Regions from separate parts of the Mus musculus genome. Here region 2 is linked to region 1. Evidence: chromatin contacts called from public promoter capture Hi-C data. All regions are on one chromosome and are shown on one strand. Each heading gives the region's core, a stretch centred on a gene start, on an enhancer-like site or on the middle of the called end of the contact. The rest is flanking DNA. Distances are from core to core; before and after follow the strand shown. Region 1 overlaps Abat (4-aminobutyrate aminotransferase). Region 2 holds the start of Carhsp1 (calcium regulated heat stable protein 1).

Region 1 (2,783 bases), core at 210-2,709:
GTTCCTATCTGTGGGTGCTTATGGGATTATGGACACATTACAGGGAGAATAAGGGAGCATTCATGGCAGCCAGGTGTCTTAAGGGACAGTCTTTTTTTTTTTTTAAGATTTATTTATTTCATTTATATGAGTACCCTGTAGCTATCTTCAGACACACCAGAAGAGGGCATCGGATCCCATTACAGATGGTTGTGAGCCACCATGTGGTTGCTGGGAATTGAACTCAGGACCTCTGGAAGAGCAGCCAGTGCTCTTAACCACTGAGCCATCTCTCCAGCCCTTAAGGGACATTCTTAGGAAGCCTGATCTTGTGTAAACCTGTCTCAGCTGACCAAAAGTGGTCTATGAACCTTGTGGAGGAAGCGCCTCAAGTGGAAGTTATCATTCGTTGATTTTAATTTTTCCTGTTGTTAAGTTGCCACGTGACCCCATTGCAGGAGCCGCTAGGCTGCAGTAACAGAGGCGAACAAGGGAGATGTGGAGCCCACGTGCCTGAGAAGATTGGTGCACCAATCACAGATAAGCACAAATGGAATATGGTGCCCCAAAGTGGCGGGGCTGCTTTGATCAAGTCCCACCTTAAGCAAGGTCTCACTCGAGGAGTGATGTTTAGCATGAGGAAGAAGCCACCAGCATCCGGTGGAGGCCAGCCAGTGTCCAGAAGGGCCTACTGGAGAGAGGACATCAGCCTATGGTTAGAGAGATGTCCTTTCCTCTCTTTGCAACCAGCCCTTTGGCAGACACGCCATTTCCTCTCAAATTGCCGCAACAAAATACCTGTAACAAAAAACAAACAAGGAGATAAGGGCTTTTTTGGTGCGGGGGTTGGGTGTGGGAGGGGTTTCTGAAGGCTCAGTCTTGTCACGTGGCCCCACCTAGAAGGAAAAACATCACAAGAGCGGAGCCTGTGGGGTCCAAAGCTGTTCGCCTCCTAGCGGACAGGAAGCAGCGAGGAGGAGCTGGAAGGGTGGAGCCTTAAGACATACTCCCTGTGGCAGTAGCTAGTATTGGTCAGCGGAAGGTGATTTGAAGTCCACAGGAGGGCACTCACAGGTCTTGTGAAAATGCTACCCTGCTTTGTACTTGAGGTTTCAAATGCACAGCCTTTTACTCTCACAAGGGCCCTGGAACAGATCCCTTCAGGTACCAAGAGCTGACTAACTGGTTTCCTAGGATTGCTGCGACATTAACTGGGTTACTTAAAGCCGCAAGGATAGATTCTCCTACAAAGCCAGGTTGTTAGCAGGACCCCACTCTCTGATGGCCGGACACTTCCCCATTAACTACTACCTGAGGAAGAACTGAGGGAGTACAGAGCAAAGCGGAACTGACCACAGCCGAAGACAGAAGGGCGCCGTGGAGGGGGCGGCCATAGATGAGATTTTTGAACAGTGGAGAGGGAACAGCAAAACTTTGGGAGTTGGGCTCACTTTGCATAGTGTAGGGACAGCAAGAAGCATGCTGACTGGGAGGAGCCGGAAGGAGAGAAGCAGGTGGCAGGGGTCATGGAGAGCCTCCTGAGCCTACTGGGACAGGGACCATTTGCAGGACTAAGGCCAGAGGCAGGTCAACTTTTACACAGGATCACCTTGGCATACAGACCACAGGAAACTGAGAAAGGTCCAAATGGGGCAGGAGTGGCATGGCGGGAAGCCTAAGCTTAGACCTGGAGGGGGAGGGGGAGGGGGAGGGTGGGAATAGAAGCGAGGGAGGAAGACCATTCTGGAGCTGTTCTGAAGGTGGAGTCTAATCCCAGGCGCCCGCGTTCAATAGAGTTGAGCAACAGCCTTGTTGAATAGTTTTACAGGAGCTGTTTATCCATATGAAATACGTGGACTTTCTAAATTCAATAGTGATACAGCTGTCCACTTAAATGTATTGCTGTTAAATGTTACGGTGCAGGGCTGGAGAGATGGATTAGTAGTTAAGAACACTGGCTGCCATTCCAGAGGACTGAGTTCTGTGTTCCATTCTTTTGTTTTGGTTTGGTTTGGTTTTGGGTTGTTTTTGTTTTTGTTTTTTTGGTTTTTTGAGACAGGGTTTCTCTGTGTAGCCCTGGCTGTCCTGGAACTCACTTTGTAGACCAGGCTGGCCTCGAACTCAGAAATCTGCCTGCCTCTGCCTCCCAAGTGCTGGGATTAACGGCGTGCACCACCACTGCCCGGCTTCGAGTTCGATTCTTTGCACTCACATGGTGGCTCACAACTGTCTGTGTGTAACTCCAGATCTGGCTTGGGTTAGGAATGACTGACACCCTCTGCTGGCTTCCACAGAGACCTGACACACATGAGGTTCATAACATACATGCAGGCAAAACTCTCATATACATACAATAATCATCAAAATAAAAAATTTTTAAGTTATCTACTCTATGAAAAAACTTAGGATGATTTCAAGAAGTCATCGTCTGTTCCCCGCCCCGCCCCCATTTTGTTTTGTTTTGTTTTCTTAAACAAGGTTTCTCTGCATAGCCCTGACTGTCCTAGAACTAGCTCTGTAGACCAGGCTGACCTTGAACTCACCTGCCTCTGCCTCCCAAGTGCTGGGATAAAAGGTGCGCATGCGCCACCCCCACCCTGCCTATGTTTCCTCTCCTTGTAGTTCGGATTTCCACTGTTATTCTGTATGTATGTGCTGTATGTATGTGGTGGGGTAGTGCCTCTGTTCATGTGAAGGTCAGAGGACAACTTATGGGAATCAGTTTGCCCCTTCCACCATGTGGGGTTCGGGGATCAAACTCAGGTCCTTGGTCTTAGTGGCAGGCCTTTACACACTGAGCCATC
Region 2 (2,783 bases), core at 166-2,665, 140 kb after region 1:
AGGGTGAGGTGATGCAAGGGCACAGAGTGGCAACCAGGCTGTCGTCACCCAAGAGGCGATGATAGGGGGGAGGGAGGCCAAACTCTGAGGAGACCCCTGTCCCAGACCAGGGAATGGCTGAGCTGAGGCTTAAGGATCACTTAGGGACACAATGAACAGTCAGAGTCACAAAGCCGCTAGAGAAGGCCCTGTGGGAAAGTTCGAGCCTAATAGGACAAAGAACAGGAACATGGGACACAGATTGTAATTCGAGTTTTTAAGTGGTTTGAAGGATCTTGCTGTGGACAGTTCCTCTGTCTTAGTCTCCCCAGTGCTGTGAAGGAGAAGGAAGTTATTTACCGCAGCTGGCCTTGAACTAATTATGGAGCCACGATTGAACCTGAATCCTGAATCCTTTTTACCTCCCCAGTGCTGGGACTGCAGGCATAACCCACCACTACTGGTTTAATGACCAATTATTTTTCATTCTCTCCCTCTGGCTTCAGCTTGGAGAGAGAACATACTAAAAGCACCAAGAAGTAACAGTATGGTCAAGAGGGGAAGGTTTTTAAAAAGCCCCTATTTCTCCAGACACTTAGGCTAGCCAGCTCCCTCTATTCCAATCGGCGGGGAAGGGTGGGGGGGTCTCCTATTTTGCAAAGGGGCACCTCCATCTCTCAGAATCCAGGCCCTGAAGGAGAAGTGGGAATCTACAGCTGACCCTGCACAGACCTAAACTGCAACCTCAGAAAACTGTGAGCTCAGAGCCTGGTTTTTTTAAACAAAAAGCAAAACCCAACCTTGCATTTCCGGCCTGTAAACAGGACCGCCAGTCCCGGTGAAGTTTTCCTCTGTGCCCTAAGGCCCCCATCCTGGCGCAAACACCAAGCGAGCGCGCCCTGCCGCTCCTCCTCCCTACAGGCAGCCAACCGCGAGGGGTCAGGGCGGTTCCCCCTCTCCGGGCCTGGCTACTGTCCCGCCGCCCAGCATGCAGCTGGCGAGGCCCGGCCGTCGAGGACAGCTCCGCCTTCCTCTAGCCGCGAGTCTCCAGCACCTCCAGCCCGCCAGAAAACGCAGAGGGCGCGCCTCCTACGCTCAAAAAACAGGTGGCCCAGAGAGAAGTACTAACCGAAGTCAGACAAGTATCGGTGTTGTGGCCACACCCACCCGTCTCCCCTTGGGGACGGTGAGTAACCCGCGCTCCCCAAACTAGCCCGGGCGACTGGAGCACGTCCCGGAGGTGGGGGTGGGGGGGCACCCATCACGGAGCTGGAGAACGAGAAGGCCCCACAGAGGGGAAGCAAAGTGCAGAGCAGGCCTCGGCCCCGTCCCCGCGGCTCCAGAGATCCCGCGCACCATCACGCCCATCCCTAGGGTCCCAGGACCAGCCACTTACCTGGCGACACGTCCTACTCCTCCAGCTGCTGCTCTTCGACTGCAAGAAAAGATCGGGGACTTGGGGCGTGGCCGCGGGGCAGGGCGGAGTGTGAGACCACGCCCCTTGGAGCTCCGGGCCAATGGACGCGCGGCCCGGACCTTGGACTGGTCGGGGAGGAGGAGCGCGGCACAGCTGCTGCCGCAGGACCTTTGTGTTGATGCCCCGCGGGCGGGAGCCGGGGACTCGGCAGCGGCTGGAGGTGTTCTCCCCGCCACTCGCGGGTCTGCGGGCGCCCAGTGCCGGCCCGGTGCCCGGGAAAGTGGCACAATCGGGTCTCGGCGTGCTGTGCCTGCCACTCCCCAGCACAAGTCCGGCCCCAACCTGCCCTTGACTCGAGATAAGCGGGCGCCTTTTTTTTTTTTTTTTTCAAGAATTAAGAGATAGAAGGAAGGCGAGAGACAGAAAGGGAAATATAAAAATGAGAGGAGGGAGGAGTTGTTTTGTTCGTTTTCTATTGTCTAATTGATTTATTCTTCGTGGGCTGATTTTGAGACAGGATAGCCTCAGACTCCCTAATGGATTTGAGATGGGTGTGGGCACCAACCCCATGTTTTTTCAATTTTTATTTCTACTGAATCCCTGAAGCTTTATGTACTGGCTGGTTTTGTGTGTCAACTTGACACAAGTTAGAGTCATCCGAGAAAAAGGAGCCTCAGTTGAGGAAATGCCTCCATGAGATCCAACTATAGGACATTTTCTCAATTAGTGATCAATGAAGAAAGAGCCCAGCTGGTTGTTGGTGGAGCCATCCCTGGGCTAGTGGTCCTGGGTTCTATAAGAAAGCAGGCTGTGTAAGTCATGAGGAGCAAGCCAGTAAGCAGCTGTCCTCCATGGCCTCTGTATCAGCTCCTGCCCAGTTCCTGTCTTAACTTCCTTCAATAATTAACAGAAACATGGAAGTGTAAGCCAAATAAACCTCTTTCTCCCCAGTTTGCTTTTTGATCAATGGTGTTTTCATGGCAGCAATAGAAACCCTTAAGATACTTTATCTGTGGAAGTAAATGGTGTTTCTTCCAATTTTCAGAAAAGGAAACTGAGGCACAGAGACATGCTGTGATCTATCTCCATGGCCAACAAAGAGAGCAAGCCCTCAGCGTGACCCCCCCCCCAGGGTCAAATTCATATTTCCTAGGTGTGGGAAAGAGGTTCCCTGTAGGTGTGGTAGGCAGCAGCCCCCAGTCTTCCAAGAGATAGCTCATCCCTACTGAGACCCTCTAGACCTACCCCCAGGGCATGCTGAACCATCAAAATCAAGAAAGCCAACTCCTCAGGCAAAGAGAAGGGCTCCCTCGGCTCTCTGGCAGGGGGACTAGAAAATGGTACAGTCACCATTCAGGAAGGAAAAAAAAAAAAAAAGACAGATGCC

What was found. Promoter capture Hi-C pulls out the DNA fragments that hold promoters and counts their contacts.
Region 2: a contact with region 1 is called in a promoter capture Hi-C map of liver. The contact joins the promoter of Carhsp1 here to the enhancer-like site in region 1. A contact is called at or near these places in 7 of 39 promoter capture datasets (the HPC-7 cell line, cranial neural crest, embryonic stem cells and 3 more), 1 of 15 datasets of contacts at CTCF or cohesin (large pre-B cells), 8 of 484 Hi-C or Micro-C datasets (the G1E-ER4 cell line, Sertoli cells, embryonic stem cells and 1 more), 19 of 115 datasets of contacts at active chromatin or transcription factors (the NIH/3T3 cell line, craniofacial prominence, embryonic basal ganglia and 10 more) and 4 of 9 other capture datasets (adipose tissue, embryonic stem cells, liver and 1 more).

The regions. Positions count from the first base shown.
Region 1 is chr16:8,532,127-8,534,909 of GRCm38.p6, forward strand. The region is part of intron 1 of Abat (4-aminobutyrate aminotransferase); the gene reads left to right. Among named protein-coding and RNA genes, the nearest start is that of Abat, 20 kb to the left of the region's middle. Within about 2 kb of position 1,460, at least 11 of the 459 cell types and tissues checked have an H3K27ac peak or open chromatin away from gene starts, as enhancers often do. A contact at or near this core is called in embryonic stem cells and liver, where this site is marked.
Region 2 is chr16:8,670,738-8,673,520 of GRCm38.p6, forward strand. It overlaps Carhsp1 (calcium regulated heat stable protein 1), which reads right to left and starts at 1,416. Exons shown (of 4, transcript NM_025821.2): 1 at 1,376-1,416.